Linked DNA regions of Gossypium hirsutum: regions 2, 3 and 4 are each linked to region 1. Evidence: chromatin contacts called from public Hi-C data. All regions are on one chromosome and are shown on one strand. Each heading gives the region's core, a stretch centred on a gene start, on an enhancer-like site or on the middle of the called end of the contact. The rest is flanking DNA. Distances are from core to core; before and after follow the strand shown. Region 1 holds the start of LOC107911374 (N-alpha-acetyltransferase 35, NatC auxiliary subunit). Region 2 holds the start of LOC107941735 (probable galactinol--sucrose galactosyltransferase 6). Region 3 holds the start of LOC107911131 (synaptotagmin-5). Region 4 holds the start of LOC107911641 (CCR4-NOT transcription complex subunit 10).

Region 1 (3,355 bases), core at 512-3,011:
TGGTCCATGATATCAATGGTGCGGCAGACATCAATGGTGCTGTCAAGGCTAATAGGAATAGGAGCAGCACCATTTTCAATGGCCTCATCAATAGAATAATATGTACAAACAATACCTGAATCCATCTTTGGATCCATTATCTAACAAAAAAAAAAAAAAAAAAGAAATTGTCAGTGAAGGCCAAAAAGCTATTTAGTTCAAACGTAGAAAACATATATAGGGAAAACTTAAGAGTAGCAAGAAAAATAAAGTCTTTTTTTTTTTTTTTGAAAGAAAGAACTTTTACAAGTACTATATAATTACAAGTGTACATGTCCGAGGAACTACAAAGTAGAATCAAACCATCACAACACACAGACTGACAAAGAACTAGAAATAATCCAAACTAAAACCCACACATGTGCAATTGCACATGGAAGGACTCAAACCTGGGTACTCAGGACCCAAGGCCTCAACCTTTGCCACCATTGTCAAGGCTTTATTGGCAATAAAATAAAATAAAGACAATTTAATACATATAAAATGGAGGTATTTTTTTGTTTATGTCAGATTTATGTTAGTAAAGATATCACTTGATGTTTGAGAATAGGATCAAGCATTCAAGTGTCTAAGTGACCATTGCAACAAACCCTCATTTAGAAATATGTTAAATAGCTCAAACACTGACAATGAACAAATCAAGTTGTAAAAGCATAAATGGCAGAGAAAAGTAAACCAAAAAAGAAAAACAAAAGATCAATTATCATCTTAACTAAGATAATGATTAACTTCCAACAAAATTAGAAAATAATCGCATGACATTGATCAATAACCAAGAAGCATCAAGTATCAACACCTCTAAAGCAGACATGGCAGCAAAAAGGTTGAAATTGTCCCCATGAATGAGCTCTCCATCTCTAAGACCTGTGATCACCAAGCATTGCTGAATAGCTAAGTGATAAAGCGGAACCCAGAAATAAAAAGAAACTAAACAAATAAGGTCTTAATCGTCACATGAAAGCACCCACACATTTTCTCTCTATATTTGGCATAGCTTCACAACAGCAATGATAAGATTTATAGTTACTAAAAGAAAAACTATGATTCGATAATAATTTCTTGCTTTGGATGATCATAAATAAAAGGGAGAAAGCCAGAGCTTTCATAAAGTTAATACCTTCTCTTTTTCCTATTTATTTTCTCTACTACAAAAAACAATAACTTACCACATTTCAGTTACCAAAGAAACTAAAAAATTTTACTCAACAAGCAATAGGGTTTAGGGATTCGCTGTTAGATCTCCTAATCAAATATAAAAAGGAAAAGGTTTTGCTTTTTTGACTTTTGTTTTCCCGAGAACCAAACAGAGGTTTAAGAGGGGAGAAAAGAGGGAGAGATAGAACCTGCACAGGCGGCTTGAAGGAGAGGCGAAGCGTCGGCCCAGACAGTGGTGTCGCTGGCGGGAATGGAGGCAAGCTTGGATGGTTGGCCGTCGATGGAGGCTTCTTCATAAACTGGCTTATCAGCCATTAGGTTATTGAGTTGAAAAGTTTTGAACAGCTGAGGATCTCAAGCAGTGAGTAAGCGAGGTTGAGGTTGAGGTTGAGGTTGAGGTTGAGGTTGACGATGCTGTTTTCGTTTCAGTCTTGGCTTTACAGTGCCAGTTGCCACAACATCCTCGTAAAACCAACACAGCTGAGAGAGGGTTTAGGGCATCTTCTGGGTCGGGCCGGGTCCCCCTCGCTCCATATCAACCTTTTCTCAACCCAACAATTCTTTTCTCCCTTTCTTTATGAAATAGAAATATTTTATTTCTTATAATAAAAAATACAGGGATAATAGCAAGACTTACCTCTGTACATTAACAAAATTGTCAATGTAGTACCTACATTTTTAATTTATTCATCTTGATACCTGTACGTTTCTTCAGTCATCATTGTGTACTCGGATCTAACATTGGTAGTTTCTGACATAAAACGACACGTGAACCAGTGATAAATAGACACGTGTCAATGGGCCACAGACAAAAAAGCCAAACAGTCATGAAAGAGGGACTTGATAGAAATTTTACTTTTCATTTTTTTAGGTTAAAATTATTAATAAATAAAAAATAAGAACCCCATCTTCACTCTCCTGCTCTAGATTCTTTTACTTAATAGAAAAATTATTTTCAAACCAAAAATACAACTGCACAAACCCAGAAAGCAAAATAATTGATAAAAATCCAAACTCAAATTTAATTTGTATAGAATATGTACATAATTTGTTTTCATACAATAACTCCTTCAAACCTGAACATTGATATACTAAAATTTCATTTGTGATTTTGTGAAACCTTATACATGATTTGAAACCCAAGTCCCAATTCTAGATCTAATTTCCTAAACCTTAAATTTTAAAAAAAAACTAAAAATCTTAGAACCCTATATTTCAAAATCAAAGCAAAATCCCTACAAAGCAAAGAATTGAGGCAGCAGTTGTTCTTTTAAGTGCTCAGCAGCGATTATGGAAGATTTGAGGCGATGAAGACTGCATTGCACGAGGAATATGATTGCTCTCTAGATTCCGAGCAACGATCGGTTTGAGATGGGCCTAGTGTCACGGACTTAGGATTCTTGCCTCACAATCCGTGCGGCCTTAGGCAGTTTCTTACTCTAAAAACGCCTAAGTCAGCCTAACTCCCACAAAAGAAGGATTCAATAGAATTCTTCCCAAAACACAACTCAAGCGAAAGCAACTCAAAGCCAAACAAGATGAAAGAAGAATGAGACAAGAACAAGCCAAGGAAAATAAGAACACAAGAGAGAGAGAACTTTGAGTGAATGCTCTCAAGAATTCTTATTGCTCAAAACTCAAGTGCTTTACAATGAGGGAAGAGGCCTCTATTTATAGTTGAGCCTCTCCAAATCCAACGGTACAAAATCAAGTACATCAACGGCTATGATTAAAGGGTATCTACAATCAAATCTCTAAGAATATAAAATCATATCTTCTAAGATTACCTATCTTATCTAAGATATGTAATCTTATAAAATAATATCTTATAAGATTACATATCATATCTAAGATCTCTAAGATTATAAAATCATATCTTTCAAGATCATGTTTCCATATTTGTCTAACTTGTAGATGGGCCTTCAATCTCTTCAAGCAACGGGCCAGTCCGATTGGGCCAAATGACCTCCTTCCTTCTTGATGGATCGCACAGATGTGTCATGGTTGCGGGCTCCCATGCGCAACCCATGACATTCTCCCCTACCGAATCTAGCAACGCCCTCGTCGCGTCCTCCGCATGGTATCGATCTATCTTATCTTGGAATTGCCACAAGGCTTCAGAAGGTTCCCAACTCATCTCACTATCCGGGAATCCCTTCCA
Region 2 (3,355 bases), core at 397-2,896, 420 kb before region 1:
AGAAACCATCGGGTACCGGATTCTCGACCCGTATCCTTCCATTTCCTCAACTCCAGGGCGGACTCCACCCCAGTACCCCGTAATTGCATGCCAAACGTACACATACTTTAACCCGTGTTTTTCTTTCGCAATGTTGACGATGTTTTTGATCCCCACAGTTGGATCATCCTTATTCTGGAATTTCTCGTTTTCTTTTATCCCCGTCAAGCGAAGCAATGGCTGTTGTTTCGTTTCAGCCTGATAGGCCGATGACGACGATTTGTCTTCTTCGCGGGGGTCGCCGCATACAGATTGCCATCCGTCGTCGATGATCACGAACTTCGGTGGGGTCCCGCCGGCAGCTAAAGACTCGAGCCCAGCTTCGACCCCTTCTTGAGTAACGTCCTGGTAAAAAGCGTCCCAGGTGCACCACCCGAAATAGTCAACAATCCCAGGTAATTTTTCTCGTGACGTTGCCGGAACGTTTTGAGATGTAATTTGACGGCCCTGATTGCTTCGGTGATTGTAGTGAAAGGGTCGGTGCCTGCGTGGATATAAACGGAATGCGTAAACGACGATGCTTTGGTGTCGGCGTCGCCGCTCTCTAAACACAGCTCGAGCTGGTCGTTTTGGTTGCCTTGTAGGACGGCTCGAAAGGGGCCTTCAATCAAAGGGAGGAATACGGTATAAACAATCTGATTTTCTTCGGTTGAGTCCAGGTGGGACCCACCTTTGGTTTCCACCAAAAGGAATTGAGTCTCGAGAGGAACGTCTTTGCCTTGATCTCCCATTTTCTGGGCCATCCACCATAACTTGAACCTAAAGCAGGACATGAACCGGACATCGCGTAAAGTCCCGATGGGCACCACATGCCTGCTGTTCTCTTCATCAAAAACCGCACCAAGGAAAACCCCCTCCACCGAACCGGCTGCCGTACCGGAAGTTGCGATCACATTTTCGGGAACTCCGGTCAGGATTGTCCGCTCCTTTACCACTAATTTCCTCTCGGAGATCCTAACCGCTGGTTTAATCGTCATTCCTTCTACTCCTTCTTTCTTCAAAGGTGGCTTTAAATCACCTTTCTGAGAACTCCAACAACAACAACAACAACAAAAGAGCCATTTTCAGAAACTGTAAAATCAAAACATCAAACACTTACAAAGGGAGTAAAAATTCAGAAATGCAAGCTCATAAAATTACCTTAAAAGATAATACCGATAGCGCTGGATTGATAGAAACTCTGAAAACCCCAACGCCTGAAATACCAGAACTTACACGTTTCTGAAAATTTTGCTTGCTTCTAAAGAAGAGTGAAATTCGACGTTGATTAGATTTTGAGTGAAGATAAATGGAAGGAAGACTCCTATTTATAGCTAAGAATCGGGAACAGTAACAAGTATTTGACACCATTTTGTTCCCCTTCTCAATCAGCGTCCTCTTTTTATATACATAAAAAGTTTCTTCTTCGATTCTATTAGTCCCCAGTTTCTTGTTTTGTTTAATAATGTTCCCTTCGCAAAACCAATCAAACGGCGAGAAATTCCTTTTCTCCACTTAAGCCGTTAAAAGTACGGTTGATTAGATTGCCACGTTAGATCTTCGTGGTATCGATCCGAATTCTCTGTTTATTTAAACAAACCCAATAGCTTTCCCTCACCTTCAAATTCAAGACACTGTTTTCGACTTTTCGTCTTGTTTAGGATAAATATATTTTTTTAATGCGGGATTATTAGTGTCCACGTACGCACTATTTCACGTTTCTCACGCGCCTCAAATGTAAACCAAACGCGTAGCTTCTCGTTTTCAAATTCTCACGTGTCAACCTCATCAACGGATGTATTCTTTTAGAAATTTCTTTCTTTATAAATTTTTACGAGCAAGGGACAATTTTTTAATATTTGTCCTTTGACTAAAATTTCACCCAAAAAGAAATATCTTTGCTTTGGCGTCCAGTAAAATATCTCTTAATCATTCATTTATATTTTAAATCATTTAATTCATTAATTCATTCCTTAGAAAATATACAATTCACTTAAAATAAAATAAAAAACAAACAATCATCATGGGTGATAAAAGAATAGGCTCCATCAACATGATAAAAGTTTTAACCTCAACATCAAATAGAACATTACGATACATTGACAATTAACTTTTTCACAACTCAAGTACGGCATATTTAGAATAATTGCAAGCAACTAGCACAATAAGAAAATTAGACCCAGATAGTCTTAAGTGGTGAAGTAAAAGAATCGAACATCCACAAAATTGGATAGGACGATAACAAAAGCATTCCTAAAATTATTCGCAAAAGCAAGACTGAAAAACATGCTCCAAAGGCAAACAAAAACTTCAAAAAGTGAATACCTATTAAACAATGGAAAACAAACAAAAAAAATGTAAAACTTAAGAAAACATGGGTCCAAACTGACTCTTAAAATCATTTATTATTCTAAAATACTCAAAACAGAAACAAATTAAGAAGCCGATAAAAGGTCACCCACTTTTTAAGAGAAACTGCCGGTGTTTGGTAGAGTTCAACAACAACAAGCATTATCATCTGTTCATTACAACTAGTGAAGACAATAAAAATACTTATATGATAAATCTGTAAATTGAAAAGAGAGATTAAACATGGGGTGACTGATGAGAAAAAAGAAAAAAATGGTTGGTGGTATGGAGAAAAGACGGCGGGCAAAACGAAAGAGAAAAAAATTGACTTGGAGAAAAAAAGGAAATTTTTAAGTTTCTAACTTACTATTTTAAGCCAATTAATTAAATTATATTGGATTTTGTCAGATCATGGTTTAGGTAAAAATGTTTATGAACCAATTTATAAAAGATTAATATAAAAATCAAGTATAACTTTAGTTAAAATGGTAAAGTAGAGGACTAAAGCCTATTAAAGGTATTTATACTACTATATAAAGTTCATTTTAGTTACTCTATTAAAAATTTGTCCAAATTAGTAATTTTACATAAAAAAAAAGTGTATTCAAATCATAATACTATTAAATATGTTGTTAAAATGCTAATAATTTAGATAAAATATATCATATTCAATTGATTTATCCATAATTGAACGCACAAAAAATCTAATTATTCCCGTAAAAGAAATTTATGTATCTTTAAACTATCATGTGGTTAAAAAAAACATTAAGTTGAGAATACTATGACATGATGTGATATAAAGTGAGCCATGGGAGGTCCTCCTTGGATTGTAGTAATCAAGGTAGATTGCGTGGTTTGAGCTGAGATTGTAGACAATTCTCCATCGTTGATATGAGATCAACCGTCAACTTCTTTCGTGGGACAATGGCAAGTAGGAAAGTGATGAACTTTTGGGATTGGCGTGGGAGAGTCACAAGAGTTGGGTTGT
Region 3 (3,355 bases), core at 287-2,786, 270 kb after region 1:
GAAATTTTACTTTAACTAGGAAAATTTCAAACTGGTACACTTACCAGTTAGAGAAACTGATAGCAAAGCGATGTAGGTTCGATTATTTTACTTGAACCCATGACTGCCCGAGTTACAATGCAACATTTTCTAAGGCGATGATGTACTCCCCACATGACAATGAAATGTGTAGGTCTTTGGGTGTCACCTTTCAACCAAGTCGAATATCAAGTTGGCCCTAAGCTCAAACGTCTTAATCAATGTCGTCGTTCCAAATCCCGCGACATCTAAACAGGGGAAAATGCGTTCGTCCGGTTGGTAGCTCGGACCATGGACACACACTCTCAAGATGCGATACTCACTTTATCCATAACAAATTACCATATTAGTTAAATATGCTAATTAAAAAAATAATGTGCAAATTTATAAAATACCCGTGAATAGCAAGTAGCAAATTTTTTTATTGGGACATTAATCATCATAGCAGTATGACCGACTTCTCTAATCAACGAACTCATTTCTATATCTACACAAACAAAATTAAATAAACATATCATTTTAAAATAATAATGTTTCCGCATAGTAATATTTGCCACAACCTATTTTCGTAAGTAATTTTTTTATTTAAATGAAAATATCCACTTAATAATATTAATCACCAACTAAAAAAAATATAAACATAAGTATCTTTATTGAAAAAAATATAAACATATAAAATATTAACAATAATAAAATCTTAAACCTTAAATTTGTCTAAGTATTAAAAATAAAATATAAACATAGAGTATACAAATTATTATTACAAACAAAAATAAAAATCATACCTTAAAACTCTTAACAATTTCTCCCTAAAACTTCAACAAATAATTTTTTTCTCCTCACAACTCTAACACAATCAATAACACACAAAATTCTCTCATTTACTTTCTTGTTTTCAATTGGGGGAGGGGAAACCGTTTATTATATATAAGAAATAAATAAAAGGATGGAGAAAAAAAAGGTTGGGGTTGAGCCGTGACCAGTTGGTCACAGTCAGGTGGCACCAGCTTGGCATCCTGCCGTCCGACGTGACCAATTGATCACAATTCATCCCGGCCCTTTATTTTATTCGTTTTTTTATTTTTTTGCCACCTTTTAAAAAATAAAACATTAATGCTGCTAATGTGTCAGGCGACACCATAAAAAAATTCACCGTGTATTTTTATTTTATATAATATTTGAAAATACATGTATTCTTTAAAAATTCATACTAATGTCGTTTATCTGTCAAACAATACCACTTAAAATATATATATATATTCAAAAACATGATTAAGTGATAATTGGAGAAACAATTAGGGTGATTCTGCATGGCAACTTAGTGACACCTTATTTTACTATAGAAAAATAGATCCATTTTTATAATTAATCTGTTATATATTTTTGTATTTAATTTTTTTATATTACTTTTGTTAAAAACCCATACATTAAAGTCTAAGCATAGAAAATCTATAGCGGACGTGGAGCAATTTGATTGGTAGAATATAGTGTAGTGAGCTAGCCTAAACGGATGGCCTTTTGTGTGCCTGTCGGCAAACGGGCAAAGACCCTTCACTTACATTCTTGCAGTGGTTGGTATCTTCAATCTCCGCCCCCCAAAATCCTTTTCTATTATTAATCCAAATCTTCTATTCTGTTAATTTCACAATTTTACCACCTAACTTTTAACATTTTGTTTTCCATGGACCACTTTCTCTATTCTTCTTCACCATCTGAAGCATAAATAAATATAAAATATAAATATTATGCTCTCACATTCCAATCCTACTATTGTCTTCGGAAAATGGGTTTCTTTGTTGGACTGCTGTTCGGTCTTTTCGCCGGCCTTGCTATTGTCGTTCTCTTTGTTCGCTCTGAGAACTCTCGATCCAATCTTCGAACTAAGCTCGTTAGTCCTTCACTAATTTCTTCTCTTTCTTTTCTTTTCCAATTTGATTTTATATTTTTTATTCTAATCTTCTTTTTGGATTGCAGGCAACCACGGTGGCTGCTTTCGCAAGAATGACAGTCGAAGATTCTAGAAAGATCTTGCCGGCAGAATTCTACCCTTCTTGGGTGGTGTTCTCTCAGCGCCAGAAGTTGACTTGGCTTAATCAGCACCTTACGAAGATCTGGCCTTACGTTGACGAGGTCAAGCTTTGTTTAGTGAATGAAACAGAGTTTTATTTTATTTTATTTTTTAATTGTTTAGATTTGGTGTTACAGGCAGCATCTGATCTGATAAAGGCGTCGGTTGAGCCGGTGCTAGAGCAATATAGGCCAGTTATACTGTCTTCTTTGAAGTTTTCCAAGTTTACTCTCGGCGCTGTTGCACCACAGTTTACTGGTTAGTTAATTTGTGTAATTTATCCTTACATTATGAAAGTTTTCAATCTTATTTTTCTTATTCGGTTATCGTTATTTTTAATTTTTGGAACTTGAATTATTAACGGGCTTTCTCAATGCTGTTCCCAATGGCCATTAATTTCCAGCAAATGACTAAAACAAAGATCAGTATGAATTTTGGGACATAACTGTTCTAGATGATAGTGTAGGGAAATAATGTATGTGGTTATCCATAAAGTTCAATACTGGTTGCCTTTTTTTATTAATCAACGCACTTTTTGTTCTCCTTCACTAAAATGAGACTTTTCTAGGCGAGTTTTGGAATGGAAGATCCAAAAATTGGTTATAATCTTGTTAATGTTATGAATCAATGTCATTCTTTAGGAGTAAGTATCCTTGAAGATGGAGCTGATAGTGTTATAATGGAGTTGGAAATGCAATGGGATGCAAATTCAAATATAGTACTTGCTATCAAGACTTATCTTGGTGTATCACTACCTGTGCAGGTATCATCTTTACAAGTTTTTGCTTATTTCTGATGGTTTCTTGCTTGGAACATTTTTCATCATTATACCTAGAATATTTTTCTACGTACTCTCTATTGAAGGGTCATAAAAGATGTTCTTTATTTCCATGTTTCAGTTGATGTGATTAAAAGTATATCTTTAATGAATAATGATTCTACAACTATGGAATTCTTGAGCATTTCTTGGGCATTTTTGGAAGAGTTTGACTACTAAAAGAAATGAAGACCAAGCATATGCAGTTTTCTAGGATCTTTTAGTATGCTGCACTCTAGCAGATATTTTATGTATGGGTTTCTCAGAAACTTCGTGCGGAAGGCTTATAGTTATTACTTATTAGATCATTTAATGCTAACTTAACTTCCTAGGCACATATTTTGTTGTTTGGGACTATTCCACCCTCCTCCCTTTTGACATTGCATGCTATGCTTACGACTCATGAATCTTGTATGCCTAACTTAGCCTTTTTTTTTTTTTTTTGGTTGACT
Region 4 (3,355 bases), core at 414-2,913, 280 kb before region 1:
CGTTACAAGTTAAATTATGTGCAGTATTATTTTACTACAATCTATAGTACTTATGCTTCAAACTTTTTGGAAACCATTCTTTGCAATCTTAAACTCTTATTTGATGAGTATGTTAAGAACTCCAAATCCACGTCTTCCTCTTTGGCCAGGAGTTTCAATGTTTCAGATAATGATCCTGTTCATTCTAGTTTGCATCAACTCAATGTCAATAGGGCAAATTTGGGAGGAGATTATGATAAGAGTGGTGATTATAAATGATACTTAAGTGCATCCAGTACTAAGAGTGAAAAGTCTCGATTGGACATTTATTTGGAAGAATCAGAGCTTGAGTTGAATAGCCAAATAAATGTATTGGATTATTGGAGCAAAAGTTCAATTCGATATTGTGAGCTTTCATTTTTGGCTCGTGATCTTTTGGCAATTCCAATATCGACCGTAGCTTCTGAGTCGGCTTTTAGCATGAGGAAGAAAGCGATCACATTTTTTAGGAGTTCCCTTAAACCAAAAATGGTTCAAGCCATTGTTTGTTTTGATAACTAGATGTGAGCTAAGAGATTTTCAACGGGTAATTATTATTTTCATTTTATTGTTATAATTATAAAACATTTTATCAATTTGATTATATAACTATTTGTTCTTATTTTATATTAGAAATTGATTACAAGAATGATAAGAATGATAATGATGATGATTTTTCGATTCGTTTCTAGGTATATAATTTAGCTTAGAATTTATAGCTTGTTATAAGATAATATATGTTGATTGCTTCATATAAAGATATTTTGAATGGTTGATACATTTTATAGGTTATTTTTGGTGCTATTTTGGGTGTTGTTTCACTGTTATTCTGCTATTGTTTTTAATGTTCTGCTGTTGTTGTTGGGTGCTAATTTTTGCTACTATTTTTGGTGTTGTTTCATTGCTATTCTGCTGTTGTTGGGTGCTAATCTTTGATGCTATTTTTGGTGCTATTTTGCTTGATATATATAGATATTGTAGAACTTTTGTTTGGATATTGTAGAACTTTTAATTTTGCTAAGTTTCCAACATCAATTGCATGAGAATGCGACCTTGTTGTGGATGGTTTTAGTTACCAAGTTGTTTCACTAATTATTAAATTTCTTGTACTTTATTATTCAACTTTAATGTACTTTAGTGAAACAACCTTATGCCATCCTTTACTTCAAGTGGTTTTTCATTTTTTGCTACCTTTACCCAAATCATATTATATACACTACTATGCAAGATTTATTATTCTCTTGAAAATATACTCATTACATTAATAATGATTAATTTTTTTTAAAAGAAGTAATGATTAATTATTATAAACATTAACGAGGTCTACATCCATCAAATGCTAATAAGTTTTTATCTAATTTTTAATATTTGCTAATGAAATTTGATAATTTTTTGGAAATATTTGGTTTAATGTTTTTAGTGTATTTGATATACTATATTTTTTAAAATAAAATATTTTTCAAAAAAGAGTCAATTAGTTTGAAAAAAATTTTAGATCCGTTAACCAAACCTAAAATTTTGGTTGAGCTTAAATTTGACTTAGTCCATAGACACCTCTATATACAGTAGTAATCAGTGCCGGCCCATATTCGCCACCGCCCATTCTATAAGAAGCTGTTCTGATTTGAAGTCTAAACCATTACTTTTCTTTCCAAAGGAAGTCTAAAACCCAAACCAAAATTTAGCCCAAGAATGTAAAAACCAAAAACTCGGATCAAATCAAATCCCACAACTTCATCATCTTCGATGTTGCATCAAACCACACTATCACTGCTCACTCCGCAGTTTTAACTCATTTTGGACGAAAAAGAAAAGAAAAGAAAAGAAAATTATCCCTCAATTGTGATTTTATTAAAAACTATGCATTTTCTAGTTTAAAGAAGCTAAGGGGTTTCTTCAACCATCCTCTACGCCTGAGATCTTCCCACTTTTTTTCCCTTTAATTTTTAAATTTCATTTTTCTTATCTCGTTCGATTGGTCTGATCTGCTCATGGATTTGCGAGATTCATCACCGTCGTCGACTCCGAATCGGGATGGTAACGCCGGCGACGACGACGGCGTCCTCTCCGTCACTTCCGCCCTCGCTAAAGACGCCGCTCTTTACTTTCAGTCTAGGAAGTTCGCCGAGTGCGTCGATGTCTTGAATCAGCTCAACTCGAAGAAAGAAAACGATCCCAAGGTAAATTATTTCAACTTTTTACGCATACGCATGCATTGGTTCCTTTAATGAATGCGATTGAATCGATTCATTTCTAAGATCTTTTTTGCTTTATTTTTTTATTTTTTATTTTTTTAAAGTGGGAATTTGAATATTGTTTTCCACCTTTTTTGTTGTGTAATTTTCCGGCTCACTAATACTTGATTATCAGCTGATTTCATAAAACAATTAATTTAATCCGATATTGTTTCCTTATCATTCTGTACATTCATGGTGCTTGAAACCCCATAACAAGGTTTAATTATTTTCATATGGCGATTTCACTGTATATGTAAACTTAATAATTCTTATTGTTGATTTCTCTATTTATATTTAGACGTGCAAGGGTTAATCAATAAAACCGTTTGTGGTGTTGCTGAACTCCTCTATCGGCGTATATAGGACAATAATCTTATTCTTGATCAGCACATGTCAAATGTATATAATTGCTTGCAGAGATTTTTGCTTCACCGGTGGTGTATCATGTAATAGTCCTTTTCTTGGCGATGATAGATTCTTTATGTACTGTACTGCCAACATCTCTCTTCCGTTGCAATGCTCTCTTAAGCTCTGGCTAAAGAATGTTGGGCGAATGAATCATGGGTTTATTTTTATGACAGTACAAATTCTGTTTATCTACTGTGCTTATGAAATAAAAGTTGATTGATACCCGATGAGTTGGACTAGAAAATACTTCTTACACATAGAATTTATATTTGCTTGAAATTGCTTTCACGGTTTTCTTGTTCCTACTAAGGTTACGGAGTACATTTATGTTTTTATTTGCAATGATATGCGGATAGTGTTTCTCTTTCAGAAAAATGGTTAAAATTTTATTTTTCAAGCAAACTTCTGAGCGTTTTAGATAATTCTAGAATGATATATAAATGTTTGTTCAAATGCATGATAAAGACCAATGTTTAGCAATGTTCTTAAGGCGTGCGCTTAGGGGTTGTGCCTCAAGGTCAGGCAAGTGCATTGGACCCTTTCAAAGGAGGCATATGTCTGGTGTGTTTAAGTCCATACTTTTGTAAGGCAGTAGGTGTAATAAAAGTCTGATTGAGATTCTCTTTAATTTCATACCTTTTTAATTCTTTTATTTATTTTACTTTTAATGGTTAAAAAGGGTTGGACAAAAT

What was found. A called contact is a pair of places that touch in the nucleus more often than the background predicts.
Region 2: a contact with region 1 is called in a Hi-C map of hypocotyl, with 3 times the contacts expected there. The contact joins the promoter of LOC107941735 here to the promoter of LOC107911374 in region 1. A contact is called at or near these places in 7 of 34 Hi-C or Micro-C datasets (callus, hypocotyl and leaf).
Region 3: a Hi-C map of leaf shows a contact between it and region 1, with 3 times the contacts expected there. The contact joins the promoter of LOC107911131 here to the promoter of LOC107911374 in region 1. A contact is called at or near these places in 3 of 34 Hi-C or Micro-C datasets (all in leaf).
Region 4: a Hi-C map of leaf shows a contact between it and region 1, with 3 times the contacts expected there. The contact joins the promoter of LOC107911641 here to the promoter of LOC107911374 in region 1. A contact is called at or near these places in 3 of 34 Hi-C or Micro-C datasets (leaf and seedling).

The regions. Positions count from the first base shown.
Region 1 is chrA08:44,475,538-44,478,892 of Gossypium_hirsutum_v2.1, reverse strand. It overlaps LOC107911374 (N-alpha-acetyltransferase 35, NatC auxiliary subunit), which reads right to left and starts at 1,761. Exons shown (of 16, transcript XM_016839242.2): 1 at 1,383-1,761; 2 at 836-903; 3 at 1-140. The coding sequence starts at 1,509.
Region 2 is chrA08:44,890,653-44,894,007 of Gossypium_hirsutum_v2.1, reverse strand. LOC107941735 (probable galactinol--sucrose galactosyltransferase 6) reads right to left here and starts at 1,646. Exons shown (of 6, transcript XM_016875327.2): 1 at 1,180-1,646; 2 at 452-1,061; 3 at 1-449. The coding sequence starts at 1,389.
Region 3 is chrA08:44,201,256-44,204,610 of Gossypium_hirsutum_v2.1, reverse strand. LOC107911131 (synaptotagmin-5) reads left to right here and starts at 1,536. Exons shown (of 13, transcript XM_016839083.2): 1 at 1,536-1,906; 2 at 1,993-2,148; 3 at 2,224-2,344; 4 at 2,728-2,849. The coding sequence starts at 1,802.
Region 4 is chrA08:44,752,612-44,755,966 of Gossypium_hirsutum_v2.1, reverse strand. LOC107911641 (CCR4-NOT transcription complex subunit 10) reads left to right here and starts at 1,663. Exons shown (of 8, transcript XR_005899733.1): 1 at 1,663-2,198.